Regions from separate parts of the Sus scrofa genome. Here all the other regions are linked to region 2. A link is a contact called in public Hi-C and HiChIP or PLAC-seq data. All regions are on one chromosome and are shown on one strand. Each heading gives the region's core, a stretch centred on a gene start, on an enhancer-like site or on the middle of the called end of the contact. The rest is flanking DNA. Distances are from core to core; before and after follow the strand shown. Region 1 holds the start of TRAP1 (TNF receptor associated protein 1). Region 2 holds the start of CREBBP (CREB-binding protein). Region 3 overlaps TRAP1 (TNF receptor associated protein 1).

What was found. Hi-C and Micro-C count contacts between places; a contact is called where the count stands out from the background. HiChIP or PLAC-seq counts read pairs in DNA pulled down with a chosen protein or histone mark.
Region 1: a contact with region 2 is called in an H3K27ac HiChIP or PLAC-seq map of skeletal muscle, with 5 times the contacts expected there. The contact joins the promoter of TRAP1 here to the promoter of CREBBP in region 2. A contact is called at or near these places in 1 of 5 promoter capture datasets (fetal liver), 5 of 47 Hi-C or Micro-C datasets (embryonic fibroblasts, epiblast stem cells, heart right ventricle and 2 more) and 2 of 2 datasets of contacts at active chromatin or transcription factors (alveolar macrophages and skeletal muscle).
Region 3: a contact with region 2 is called in a Hi-C map of skeletal muscle, with 6 times the contacts expected there. The contact joins the enhancer-like site here to the promoter of CREBBP in region 2. A contact is called at or near these places in 3 of 5 promoter capture datasets (fetal liver, liver and skeletal muscle), 18 of 47 Hi-C or Micro-C datasets (alveolar macrophages, blood, brain and 10 more) and 1 of 2 datasets of contacts at active chromatin or transcription factors (skeletal muscle).

The regions. Positions count from the first base shown.
Region 1 is chr3:38,533,833-38,538,566 of Sscrofa11.1, forward strand. It overlaps TRAP1 (TNF receptor associated protein 1), which reads left to right and starts at 2,878. Exons shown (of 18, transcript NM_001243945.1): 1 at 2,878-2,966. The coding sequence starts at 2,891. LOC102160050 (a long non-coding RNA gene) reads right to left here and starts at 2,754. Exons shown (of 4, transcript XR_302227.2): 1 at 2,338-2,754; 2 at 1,033-1,123; 3 at 155-327; 4 at 1-67.
Region 2 is chr3:38,385,467-38,389,953 of Sscrofa11.1, forward strand. It overlaps CREBBP (CREB-binding protein), which reads left to right and starts at 2,900. Exons shown (of 31, transcript XM_005662184.3): 1 at 2,900-3,186. The coding sequence starts at 3,102.
Region 3 is chr3:38,563,408-38,567,677 of Sscrofa11.1, forward strand. The region is part of intron 1 of TRAP1 (TNF receptor associated protein 1); the gene reads left to right. Among named protein-coding and RNA genes, the nearest start is that of TRAP1, 29 kb to the left of the region's middle. Within about 2 kb of position 2,489, at least 3 of the 83 cell types and tissues checked have an H3K27ac peak or open chromatin away from gene starts, as enhancers often do. A contact at or near this core is called in skeletal muscle, where this site is marked.

The DNA.
Region 1 (4,734 bases), core at 1,628-4,127, 150 kb after region 2:
TGTGGGCCTCGGCCTGCCTGTGGCTGGTGCTCACTGGTTCACTTCGGCATCAGGAAAGAAGTGTTGCCTGCGGGTCAGTGGGTGTAGATGAGCCCAGCCCTCTGCCTGCCCAATGCCTACAAAGGGCGTAATGACGGAGATGGGATTTACTTACTGCCTGATCGGAAGCCCATAGCTCTGGGCCAGCAACAAGGATGCCTCTCAGAAACGAATGATTTTCAGAGTTCCTGTTGTAGCTCAGTGAGTTAACCCAACTGTGTGTCCGTGAGGATGTGGGTTTGATCCCTGGTCCTGCCCAGTGGATTAAGGATCCAGCATTGCCGTGAGCTGTGGGGCAGATCACAAGAGGAGCTCAGATCCCGCGTTGCTGTGGCTATGGTGTAGGCCGGCAGCTGCAGCTCCAATTCGACCCCTAGCCTGGGAACGTCCATATGCCACAGAAAAATAAATATACAGACATCCCAATGACAGGGATCCAATAGGGGTCCTCAAGGGAGATGGTGATGTTTGGGGAATGTCACAAGCGAGGTGAGGCCCCTTTGTCCCCAAGTCCTTCAGGAGAACGTCCAGAGAGGACATCCTTGCAAAGGATGGTGCGGGGGTACCTGTGCCTCCACCACCAACCCTTCCTTGTCCCCTCCGACCCCACACAGGGCCCTCACGTCCAAGCCACAGAAGAGGAGGGTTGCTTCCTGTGCTGCTGCTGGGAAGTAGGGGAAGGGAGATGGAGAAAGGGGCAGGGAAGCAAGGGGGCTGTGGGGGCCGTGCAGGCGGCACTCAGAGCTCACAGGAGTCCAGTAGCCAGAACTGGGGTCACCAGTGAGAGCAAGGCCTCCACAGGCCAGAGCACAGTGGACTCTCAGGCCCCCAGGGAGGCCGCTTCTCACTGTTCCCAACCTCTAGACACTTGAGTTCTGATCTCTGGTTTCCTGGGTGGGAAGTCTCAAGTGCCAGAAGGGGCAGGAAACACATGAATGTCTGACCCAAGGCCTCTTCCCTCTGGAACAGCAGCATCTGTCCCCTGATGCACACCTGTTGCTTCTCGCTGAACTCCAGACAAGCAGCGAGTCTGTCCACTCCGCAAGTGCTGGTTGATGGGTCTCTAAGCAGTGACACTCAGTCCCTGGAGGAGCCAATTGACAGGTGAGTCCTGAAGGAAGGTACGAGGGCTCAAAGCTGGAGCCCCGCACCCTTCCCCTCCTATTTCCGTCTCCCCAAGCAACTCCCTGCCAGCCTCCATGAAGTCAACTGAAGTACATCCGCATCTAATCATTCTTTCCCCACTTCCATTTTCCTTCTCTGCACGGGGGCCGAAATCTGCTCATGACCCGCTCCAGACCAGCTTGGATCCCTGGGCACTTTAAAAAGTCCCAGTTCCTGGCTACCAGAGGACGCACCATCACACACTTCTGTGGCTGAGGATATATCTCTGAAGGGCACAGGCCAAGACAGGACAAAAGGCCCTGGTGGGTGTGGCTGGAACCTAATAGATTTGCCCCCCGCAGAGCCTGGGTTTCACTTGCCTTGGTGGAGCCCGTCCCTGCTTAACTGAAGCCACCGTCTGTCTCTCTCCTCCCTTTACCAAATACCACCTCCCTGTCCTGAAATCAAAGGGCTCCCCAAGCTAGATCTATTGCCCTGTAAACCAATATATCATGTCCTACAAATGAGATGATTTCCTGAGTGAAGCGGTCAACCAACGAAATGTGAGGCTGAGACCCCTCAACTCAGTGACATCCTAGGAACACTCTGCCTGGCACTAGCTCAGCGAGTCTGGAGTGAGGGAGGAAGAAAACTGGGGGTCAGGTTATGCAGGGCTTGGAGGTTATGCAAAGCAGAAGGGGTTTGGAAGTGACTATGCAGGGAAACCATTGGAGGACCCTGATTGAGGAGTCTATGTATGATCAGCTGCTGTGTGGAGCATGGGGGCCAGACAGGAGGCTGCTGGGGTCTTCCAGGTGAGAGAACTCCTGCCCTTCCATTCCCATCTTCCCACTTCGTGTATGTTCCCCTTCTCAGTTGCTTGAGCCTGTAACTTGCGGATCAGCCTTGACAACTTCCACCTGAAAGTGTTCCCCGACATCCCCTCCCTGCGGCCCCAGATACGTCCAGACCCCACCGGGGAACACTCTCCCGGCTTCTGTTCTTTGCAGACCTTGTCAAAAATCTCAACCCGTTTTTCTGCAATTATTTGATCGTGGCAGCGAGTCTTCAGTCTCATAATCTTCTGGGGAGCCGCCTGAGCCCTACTTTGGTGCTGGAGAATATGCATTTTACGTGGTCTGCAACTCTATGAGAAAGGAAGCTGATGGTTGGAGTCCCCAACCAGAGTCTTACCTCCAGGAAGGCGAGAGAATTGTAATGAATGAATAAGCCCAGTTTTGCTGGTGGGCGTTGGCGCCAGAGTTTTGGGAGAGACAAGTCAAGCCTGAAACTCTCCCTTTTACTCTTTGTAGCTATTTGGCCTGCCCTGGTTTGGTTGGAAGAGACTGACTTTCAGCAGTCCGGACCGGTGGCCCGTGACTTATAAAGACCCCAGGGATGTGAGCTGCTTCTGCCCCATCGCCGTCTTTTCAAACTCTCTACCGTGGAGGCGAACGTCTGCCCCATTTCTGGGATGGACAAACCGAGACTTATGGGCAGACGAGGGCCGCCCGGCGGCCCCGGGCGCACAGTCGTCGCCCTTGATAACGCGACACAAGGTCACGGAGGTCCCGCCCCCAGGCCCGACTGTCCCGGCGGCGCAGGCCGACCGCTCCCGCTCCAGGCGAGCCCCGCCCACCCGCCGGCGCAGGCCGCAGACCGGGCAGCCGGGCGCGCGCCGTGACGTCGGCGCGCCGCGCCGGAGCAGGCCCTGCCCTGACCCCGCCCCCCTCTCTGGAAGGCCGACATGGCGCGCGAGCTGCGGACGCTGTTGCTGTGGGGCCACCGCCTGCGGGCGCCGGCGCTGGCTGCCGCCCGGGGAGGTGAGAGCGGCTGTGCAGGGCTGGTGGAGAGCGAGCGGGGACGGGGACGCGCAGAGCTCCCGGGGGCCCGAACCCCTTTTCTCCGTGGGAGGCGCGGTGACGGAACCTCCTCGCGCAGCGGCGGATATTCTGCGGTGTACGCGCTCTAGCGTGGTGAGCGGCTAACGCTGAGCGCCCTGGGGTCACCTGGCTGGGTCCAGCGCCGGGCTGCAGGGGTTCCCCGGAGGTCACGGGGTTGAACCCGGGCCCGCGTGACTGCAGCAGCGGGTTCTTCCCAACGGGCTCCTCGGGCCGGATTGAGGCGGAGGGACCGCGGTCTCCTCGCTCGCGGAGCCGAAGGCGCTTTCAGGGGATTGTGTGCGCTGGGAACGGGCTTCCCCAGGGTGATTACTTAAGTACCTTAGTTGCGCTCTTATTCCTCCCCTCCGCCCAAGTTGATTTATGCACGAGTAACGCATAAGCCCCCTTGGTCAGTCCTTCATTCGACACAAATCGGAATGCCCAGTGGGCCCAGCGCGGCACGCGGCCGCGAAACCCACAGAACCGGCACCTTGGCCTTCGTGCAGCCCGTGGACTTGGGGTTGTTGACCGCCGTATCCCCAGGGCCTGGAATTGGTAGGTGCTCAAGTAAATGTTGAAAAGAAAGAACGACCGCTGTCTGTCCTCACTCCCCGCTCGGAAGTAACCACCGGTGAGAACGTCTTGGCGTTCCTTCCAGGCTTTCCACACGCAGTTGCTGATGTACGGAAATAGATACGTCGAACAGTTTTTGCGTAAAAAGGCCTAAACCATATATACCCTGTGCTGCGGGTTTGTTTTGTTTTGTTTTGTTTTTTAAAGCTCCAGATTGGCTTAGACATCTTTTCGTGTCAGCATGCACCGGTCTATGCCTTTACAGTGATATTACAGAATTAGAATTTTAGAATTGATGGTGTGGAGCTAGTGTGTGCTTGAAATGGTGGTTGATTTTGCTAAACTGCTGTTCAAGAAGTCAGGCTTTATCAATTTATAGTCTCATTGGCAGGGAATGAGACTACCTATGTCAAGGCATCTTTTCCAACACTGGATGTTAAATCTTTTCCAAACTGATGGTTTATAAACTACCTTGTTTAACTTACATTTGCATGGATACTAGTAATGTTTTCATTTGTTTAATGGCTGATATTCTTTGAATTTCCTCTTCATATCTTTCACATTTTTCTCTGTTATCTGAGTTTTAAATTTTGGCGTGGTCTTTTTAAACAATGATTCTTTAAAAATAACATGCAGAGTTCCAGCTGCGGCTCAGTGGGTTGAGGGTCCGGTTTTGCTGCAGCTGTGGCATAGATCATAGCTCCGGCTGGGATTCCATCCCTGGCCTGGGAACTTCCATGTGCCACGGGGGGTGGGGGGGGAGCCAAAAAAAGAAATTTTTTTTTTTTTCAGTAAAATAAAAGGACATGCATTAACAAATGTTTGTAGATTATTGTTACTTGTATCTAACATCTTCCTTCCTTTTTGGATTTGTTTTCTGTTTTTACCAGAGTACACTCTTGTGTTAGTTCTGCAGAAGTCAGTGTGTTGAAAATTTTCTAAGCCCCATATGTCTAAAAATTTTTTTGTTTTGCCCTCATACTTGTAAAGTAGTTGGGCGGGTTCTGGTATTCCAGGTCAAAGTCATTTTCCTTTACTACAAATAGTGCTGTTGTCTTCTACCATCCTCTGTACAGGTGAGCAGTCATATCAACTTGATTCTTGTGTTTTTGTAGCTGACTTGTTTTCCCCCCCC
Region 2 (4,487 bases), core at 1,650-4,149:
ACCTATCTCTCGCAGGGCATGGCACTGTGACGAAGACCTGGCCCCCGCTCTCAAAGGGCCCGTGGACTCGTGATGACAGGGCCACCCAAGACACATTCGGGTACAGAAAGCTGCTGGCCCTGTGTTCCTCTGTGGCTCTGAACACCTCCTGGACTCCTCAGATGCTTCTGTTTATGATTTCTAGGGCTTCCTCTTTGGCCTCTTTGAATAGATAGGGATTTCTTTCCTTAGTTTTTGCCCCCAAAGATTAGCACAGTGGCAACACCTTCGGAAGATTCTCAAGGGATATTTGATGGAAAAATAAAAACACGAAGAATGAAATGACAGCGTACGGTGTGTGTGGTATGCCCTCACAGAGTATGCCCGCAAGTGTTATGCGACCCCTAAACCGGGCTGGGAGGGCTTCTTGGAACAGGTGATATTTGAACTGGGTCTTGGGATGAGTTAGAATTTGCCCAGCTCTAACTGGAACAGCTTTTGCAGAAGTATAAGGAAGTCTGAGTGGTGAGAACTTCCTAGCGGCTGTGTGGGTGTGGGGGAGTGAGGGTGGCGAGAGGAAGGGAAAGTGGAAGAGAGGGATGCAAGGGAGGGGGCTCAGTCAAGATTCTGAACAATACAGATAAATAGAAAAAAGGAGAGAGAGCACTCAGGCTTGACACTTGAAGACAATCAGTTTTTTTGGCATATATCATATATATACACACACAGTACTTTATGATATACACGAAACAAACTATACATGTTGTTTTCCACCCGAGACTATATAAATGTGTTTTTTTTTTTCCCTACATGTAGGAGCTATTTGTTTTAAGCAGAGTTCTTTCTTTTTCCAAGAAGTTAACTCAGGTGGTGCATTGGGAGAAATGCAGATTGTAAGGGACACTGAGGTGGGAAGATGCCACCACCCTGGAGAAGCAAGAAGACTCTGGGGGGAGTTCCCATTGTGGCGCAGTGGTTAACGAATCCGACTAAGAACCATGAGGTTGCGGGTTCGGTCCCTGCCCTTGCTCAGTGGGTTAACGATCCGGCGTTGCCGTGAGCTGTGGTGTAGATTGCAGACGCGGCTCGGATCCCGTGTTGCTGTGGCTCTGGCGTAGGCTGGTGGCTACGGCTCCGATTCAACCCCTAGCCTGGGAACCTCCATATGCCCCCCAAAAAAATAGCAAAAAGAAAAAAAAAAAAAGACTCTGGGGCAGTGGAACGAGGAGGAAGAGCCATTTGTCCAGGTAAAGGATCTGGGGAGGCAGGTTGCTTGGTGGGTGGAGGGAGAGGAGGACTCACAGAATTCTGGCTTAGGAAACAAACAGGTCGTTGGTGATACCCTTCAGATAAAGACGTGGGATGAAGCCCAGGCAAATTGTGAGAAGCAGATAATGAGCTGAGATGTGTGAACACCTTAGATTTGTGTGTAACTGTCCTGCGGATAGTGGGCACGCGGGCGGGCCTCCGGGGGAACCTCACACCTGACTGCAGCACCTGCGGGGTCCAGATGGTTGCGTAGGGCACGAGGGCCCTAAGCCCTGATGTAATGGGGCCTTCTGGGCCCGGCGCAGACTGAGTGTGCTTGGCTGGGAAGCAGCGCTCACCACTTCCCGGTGCAGGTGAGGGTGTCGGACCTGGGGCCCCTATTGCATCAGGCTGGGGAACAAGGGCTCAGGAGTCCTGCGTCCTCCTCACTTCACGTGGAGGCCTTCGAATCTCGGCCCTGCCACTTCCTGCCTCAGTTTCCCCATCTGCACTCGCTCACGGGCGGACCCAAGAGCAGTCTGTAACCTGCAGAGGCCACGACACAACGCTGGCATCCGGCGGGGAGAAGCTGCCAGCCCTGGTCACCGAGAAGGGTCGCGGAGCAGGGGCGCGGGGAGCCGGGACTGGGCAGAGTCGCCTGCGGGACGGGCAGGCCCGGGCGGCGCCAACTCCGCGCCTGGGGGCCCGGCTTGCTGCCAGGCCGCAGCCAGACCCCTCGCCGCCCAGTCGCCGTCAGAACAAAAGTGGCGGCGGTGCCCGGCGCCCGGCGCCCCGCAGGCCCGGCCCCCGCCGGGCAGTCTAGCCGCCCCGCCACTCGGCCGCACGACGTACGGCAGCCGCGCCTTCGGCCCTTTCCGTCCGAACGCGCTCGGCTCTTTCCGCTGCGGCCGGCGCAGGTGGAGGGGGCGGGGCGGGGGCCGTGCGTGGTGACGCCGCGGGGGGGGGTGACGCACCGGCGTGCCCCGCCCCCTCCCCCTCCCCGTTCAGGCTCTGGAAAGAGAAGAAAAAAAACTTTCTTTTTTTTTTAATTGAGGAATCAACAGCCGCCATCTTGTCGCGGACCCGACCGGGGCTTCGAGCGCGATCTACTCGGCCCCGCCGGTCCCGGGCCCCACAACCGCCCGCGCACCCCGCTCCGCCCGGCCGGCCCGCTCCGCCTGGCCCTCGGCGCCCGCTCCGGCGGCCCCGCTCGCCTCTCGGCTCGGCCTCCCGGAGCCGCGGCGGCGGCGGCGGCGGCGGCGGCAGCGGCGGCGGCGGCGGCGGCGGAACGGGGGGTGGGGGGGCCGCGGCGGCGGCGGCGGCGGCGGCCCCGCTTCGCTCATTGTTTTTCCTCGCGGCGGCGGCGGCGGCGGCGGGCCGCGGGCAGGGAGCGGAGCCCGGAGCCCCCCGGTCGTCGGGCCGCGAGCGAATTAATTAAGTGGGGCGCGGGGGGGGAGCGAGGCGGCGGCGCGGCGGCGGCACCATGTTCCCGGGGACTGCCTGAGCCGCCCGGCCGGGCGCCGTCGCTGCCAGCCGGGCCCGGGGGGCCGCCGGGCCGCCGGGGCGCCCCCGCCGCGGAGTGTCGCGCTCGGGAGGCGGGCAGGGGATGAGGGGGCCGCGGCCGGCGGCGGCGGCGGCGGCGGCGGCCGGGGGCGGGCGGTGAGCGCTGCGGGGCGCTGTTGCTGTGGCTGAGATTTGGCCGCCGCCTCCCCCACCCGGCCCTGCGCCCTCCCTCTCCCTCGGCGCTCGCTCGCGACTCGCGGCTCGCGCTCGCTCTCCCCTCGCAGCCGGCCGGGGCCGGCGCCGACCCCCGCCCCGGAGCCCTCGCCGGCCCCGCCGCCCGCGCTCGGGGCTGTTTTCGCGAGCAGGTGAAAATGGCCGAGAACTTGCTGGACGGACCGCCCAACCCCAAACGAGCCAAACTCAGCTCGCCCGGCTTCTCTGCGAATGACAGCACAGGTGAGTAGGGGGCCGGGCGGGAACAGGGGCCCCGGGGGTCGCTGACAGCCCTGCCCGGAGGTGAGTGCCCCCGGGGGACCCGAACTCGAGGGCGGGCGTGCGGGGCCCTTTCCCCGGGACCCCGGCCGCGGAGGGGGAAGTTTGTCGGAAGACTGCCTGGGGCCCGAGTGGGGCGGCACATGCCCGGTGCGCTCGCATAGCCCGGAGTTGGCGAGCCCTCCTCGCGTGGAGCCCGAGTGGTACTTCCAGGGGGGAAAAGTAAAGCGGAGCGTGTTTGTTCTGCGTGGTGAGTCCCTTTGCCACCCTCTGCCGCCGTGGGTCGACACACGCGTGGCTGTTTGAAGGGATGACAGCGGAGGGTGCGTTTGCCAGTGAGGGAAGGAAAGCGTGCAGCCCAAAGGGGACCCGAAATGTTTTCTGAATTGGTAGCACATTCACAAGGCAACCAGAAGACACGCAGAGCTGCAGCCAGCCTCTTGAGTTACGACTTAGAAGTTTTTTGGAATGTGCTGCTTGGGAAAAATGCTTAGTAGTTACTTTGAAAACTCTTGTTGTTGGTCTCCTGAGCTATCCCATTTTTCACAGCCCCAAACTTCGGAAGACGTCCTAAGTGGGGTGTTTAATTTCAAGACTGTAACTTCGGAAGAAAGTTAAATAGCAGATTGATCCGGGCTGCAATCTGCAAGTGAGCTTGTGTTGCTTTTACAGTGAAGATGTAAGAAGAAAAAATATGTTAAGGAATGGGGGAATTACAGTCTTCCTCCCTAGTTTTTTCGGTAGGATACTGAATAAATTCACTGTTTTAAACATCTTCCCTGGAAACTTTCTTAGGTGATCACATCAATTACCTAAGGGAAGTGTTTTAGTTTTCTATTCATTTATAGTTTTAGGTTCTTCTGGGCTGGTTCATGGTAGCGTTATGAACTAGTTGTATTTCCTCTTTCAGAGCTCTCCTTTGCGTTAAAAACTTGTGCGCTTCGGTGAACGATTTGATCCCCAGCGCAGCTTGCATTTCTCCACTGTGATCTTGCAGTAGCAGCATCTGTAAATCAGTTTATAATGAATGGGTCAGAATTGAATTATATTGCTGCAGCAGTGCCTTCAGATTTGCAGTAGACACAGCTGTTCAGCTTGTGCAAACATTTCTGTGACTGACCACTAGCGTTTTTCTGCTAGTGGTCTAAAAATCTATTGCTATTGTTGGAACAAAACTTGAGTTTTGTGGCTGCAGTTTTACTACAATTCCTAGACTATTTTTTAATGTAGAATTGAGAGAAAGTGTAAAAAAAAAATCATGAGAT
Region 3 (4,270 bases), core at 1,239-3,738, 180 kb after region 2:
CACAAAGGGTTAAGAATCCAGGAGTTCCCGTCATGGCGCAGTGGTTAACGAATCCGACTAGGAACCATGAGGTTGCGGGTTCGATCCCTGCCCTTGCTCAGTGGGTTAAGGATCCGGCGTTGCCGTGAGCTGTGGTGTAGGTTGCAGACCCAGCTCAGATCCCCTGTTGCTGTGGCTCTGGTGTAGGCCGGTGGCTAAGCTCCGATTAGACCCCTAGCCTGGGAACCTCCATATGCCGCGGGAGTGGCCCAAGAAATGGCAAAAAGACAAAAACAAAAAAAAAAGAATCCAACTGCAGGGAGTTCCTGTCACGGCTCAGCAGTAAGAAACCTGACTAATATGCATGATGACACGGCTTCGATCCCTGGCCTTGCTCAGTGGGTTAGGAATTAGACGTTGCTATGACTGTGGTGCAGGCCGACACCTACCGCTCCATTTGAGGCCTAGCCTGGGAACTTCCATATGCCATGGGTGCAGCCCTAAAAAGACAAAACAAGACAAAAACAAACAATCCAACTGCAGAGGCTTGGACCACTGGGGAGATTCGAGTTTGGTTCCTGTCCAGGCTCAGTGGGTTAAAGGATCTGGCATTGCTGTGCCTGTGGTGTAGGTCACAGCTTCAGCTTGGGTTTGATCCCTGGCCCAGGAATTTCCCTGTGCCACAGGTGTGGCTGTAAAAAAAGAAAGAAAAGGTTAATTGTAAAAATGCCGCAAGCTGGCTTATAACTGCTGTTTTAAATTAGCAGCATGGGAAGTAAGTGCTGTGCATTCATAGTAGGGAAAGTTGATTGTGTGCTGCGAGGGAGGAGGCCCAGTGGAGGAGAAGTTGCACGTGTGTGTTGTCAGATTCAAACTTTCATTGTTTCCTGTTTTGTGAGCCCAAACCACCAAACAGTTAATCTTAGTTAACGCTAAGACATTGTAGTCTGAGGTTTGTGGTTTTTCCTTTAGGGTCTAGGGGAAACATGAAGACACACTGCACAGATAGTGTGTTTGTGTCTGGCTCAGGCAGATTTGTTGCACTATTGCTTTATTCTTAAAGTCACTTTAGAAAGTTCAGTTAACCTGAAATCAAATCTGCTCTTAATAGTGCTGTTGATTAATGTAATCTTGGAATTAAAATGGAAAATCTTAAAGACCTGGTTAGAAATATAGATTGCTTATTTTTCCCTTTTCCCAGCTATTTCCGTCATAAACAACATATAAAATCCTTTCAAAAGTATTCTGAGTATAAAAGTAGGGAAAAAAAAAACCAGGAAAAATAAGACTTGGGAAATTGTGTTTAATTTTGGAGTAAGGAAGGCTTTTACAAACAACAGATTAATTTCCTTAACATGTAAAGAGTTGTTACAAATCAATAAGAGAAAATGTAGTAGAAAATGATCAGAGGATATCAACAGTCCGTTAACAAAAATAGGAAATAGAAAAAAAACTTTTTTTTGGCCCTGCCTGCAGCATGTGGAAGTTTCTGGGCCAGGGATCAAACCTGTGCCACAGTAGTGACCCATGCCACTGCAGTGACAGCCCAGATCCTTAACCTGCGATGCCACAAGAGAATTCCTTTTTTTTTTTTTTTTTTTTTTTAATATTTTAGGAGTTCTCATTGTGGCTCAGCAGAAACAAATCTAACTAGACATCAATGAGGATGGAGGTATGATCCCTGGCCTTGCTCAGTGGGTTAAGGATCTGGCATTGCCATAAGCTGTGGTGTAGGTCGCAGACGCAGCTCGCTTCCAGCATGGCTGTGGCTGTGGCGTAGGCTGACGGCTACAGCTCTGATTCGACCCCTAGTCTGGGAACCTCCATATGCCATGGGTACGGCCCTAAAAAGACCAAAAAAAAAAAGCAAAGAAAGAAAATATTTTAAAATATAGATAGATGCTCCATCTTGCTCATTGTAAGAGAAATGTAAATGGAAACTATAGTAAAATTTTACCTGACTGCTAGGCTGAGAGCCAGAGGTTTCACAGCAGTACCACCTTGGCAGCAGTATGTGTATTACACAGTCTCCTGATGTCGTTGGTGGGAATGTAATCGCATCGGTCTCTGGAGGGTGACTTGGCAGCCATGACCACAGTTTAAACTGGGCATGACCTTGGCCCTGATGACTCCACTTCTCACGGTATACTCCAGTGGACACTTGTGCCAGGCTTGTGGCCTAGGGCATAACCGTGTGGCATTGTCACTGCTATGGCTCTGGTGTGGTCACGGGCCCTGGAGCTTCCATGTGCTGAGGGTGCAGCCAACCAGTTTAAAAAAAAAAAAAAGTGTACTTGTAGGTAAATGAAATGACATGTGTACAGGAATAGGTCTTTGTTACTTTGAAATACTTTGTACTTTCAGAGATGTTACAGAAGGAGCACACAGCCTTCTCCCCCAGTTTCCCTACTCTTAACCTCTCACATGGCCAAGGGATTGAAAACTGAAATTACACTGACCCAGCACTCACTCTTGGGTAACACACCCGTCCTGGCTGACATTAGCCGGATTTCCCACCCATGTCCTTTGCCGGCCCAGGATCCTGCAGCGTGTGCTGGTGTCTCCTTGGTCTCCTCAGTCTCTGTTTGTCCGTTGGGAACTTGACAACTTTAGAAGAGAACTGTCCCGTTGTTTTAGAGGATTTCCCTATTTGGGGGTTTGTCTGATGTCTTCTTACAGTTAGATGGAGAAGCGTTTTTGGCGAGAACACGGCAGGAGACAGGCCAGACTGTCCGCCCCCATAGGAGCTGCAGGATGAGGACACACCTCATTCCTGATAGTGACTCTGGTCACTTGCTTAAGGCTCTGTGCCACTTTCTCCACCGCGAAGTACTGGTTTTCTCTTTGGATCAGGAGGAGCTGGGCATACTTGGAGATTCTGCACATGTTCTATTTCTGGTGAACGTCTGTTCACAGTTTATACCTGTCAAACCTGTCACTGTGCTTGCCTGATGGCAGTTGTCTGTTTCCATCATTCCTTATACGTTTATGAATTGTAATTCTATAAGATAGAAGTCCTTTTGCCTCCATTTATTTATGTATTTATTTTTAGGGCCACACCTGCGGCATATGGATGTTCCCAGGCTAGGGATCCCATTGGAGTGGCAGCGGAGGCCTACACCACAGGCACAGCCACCCAGATCCTTAACCCACTGAGTGAGGCCAGGAATCGGACTTGCATCCTCATGGATACTAGCCGTATTCTTAACCTGCTTAGCCACAGTGGAAACTCCCATCCGTTTATTTATTATTTCTGTAAGTGGAGGCTTACAGACATTTATTGACCAGCTGACAGTTCACGACTGTCGTTATTTTGTTCCTCAGTTTGTCGTAGTTTTTTTTTTTTAAGTTTTTATTTTTTTATTTATTTTATTTTATTTTATTTTTTTTTGTCTTTTTGCCATTTCTTTGGGCCGCTCCCGCGGCATATGGAGGTTCTCAGGCTAGGGGTTGAATTGGAGCTGTAGCCACCGGCCTACGCCAGAGCCACAGCAACGAGGGATCCGAGCCGCATCTGCAACCTACACCACAGCTCACGGCAACGCCGGATCCTTAACCCACTGAGCAAGGGCAGGGACCGAACCCGCAACCTCATGGTTCCTAGTCAGATTTGTTAACCACTGCGCCACGACGGGAACTCCAAAGTTTTTAAAATAATTTTTACTTTCCATTATAGCCGATTCACAGTGTTCTGTCAATTTTCTACTGCACAGCAAGGTTAACCAGTCACACATACATGTATACATTCATTTTTCTCCCATTATCATGCTCCATCACAAGTGACCAGACACAGTTCCCAGGGCTGCACAGCAGGATCTCATTGCTTATCCACTCCAAAGGCAGTAGTTTGCATCTGTTAACCCCAAATTCCCAGTCTCTCTCCCTCCGTCCCCCTCCCTCTTGGCAACCACAAATCTGTTCTCCAAGTCCATGATTTTCTTTTCCGTGGGAAGGTTCATTTGTGCCGTATATTAGATTCAAGATGTAAGTGAAATTATGCGGTACGTGCCTTTCTCTTTCTGACGTACTTCACTCAGTATGAAAGTCTCTAGTTCCATCCATGTTGCTGCAAATGGCATTATTTTGTTCTTTTTTATGGCTGGGTAGTATTCCATTGTGTATATATACCACATATTTCTTTTTTTTTTTTTTTTTTTTTTTTTTTTGTCTTTTTTTGCTATTTCTTTGGGCCACTCCCGCGGCATATGGAGGTTCCCAGGCTAGGGGTCGAATTGGAGCTGTAGCCACCGGCCTACGCCAGAGCCGCAGCAACGCGAGATCTGAGCCGCGT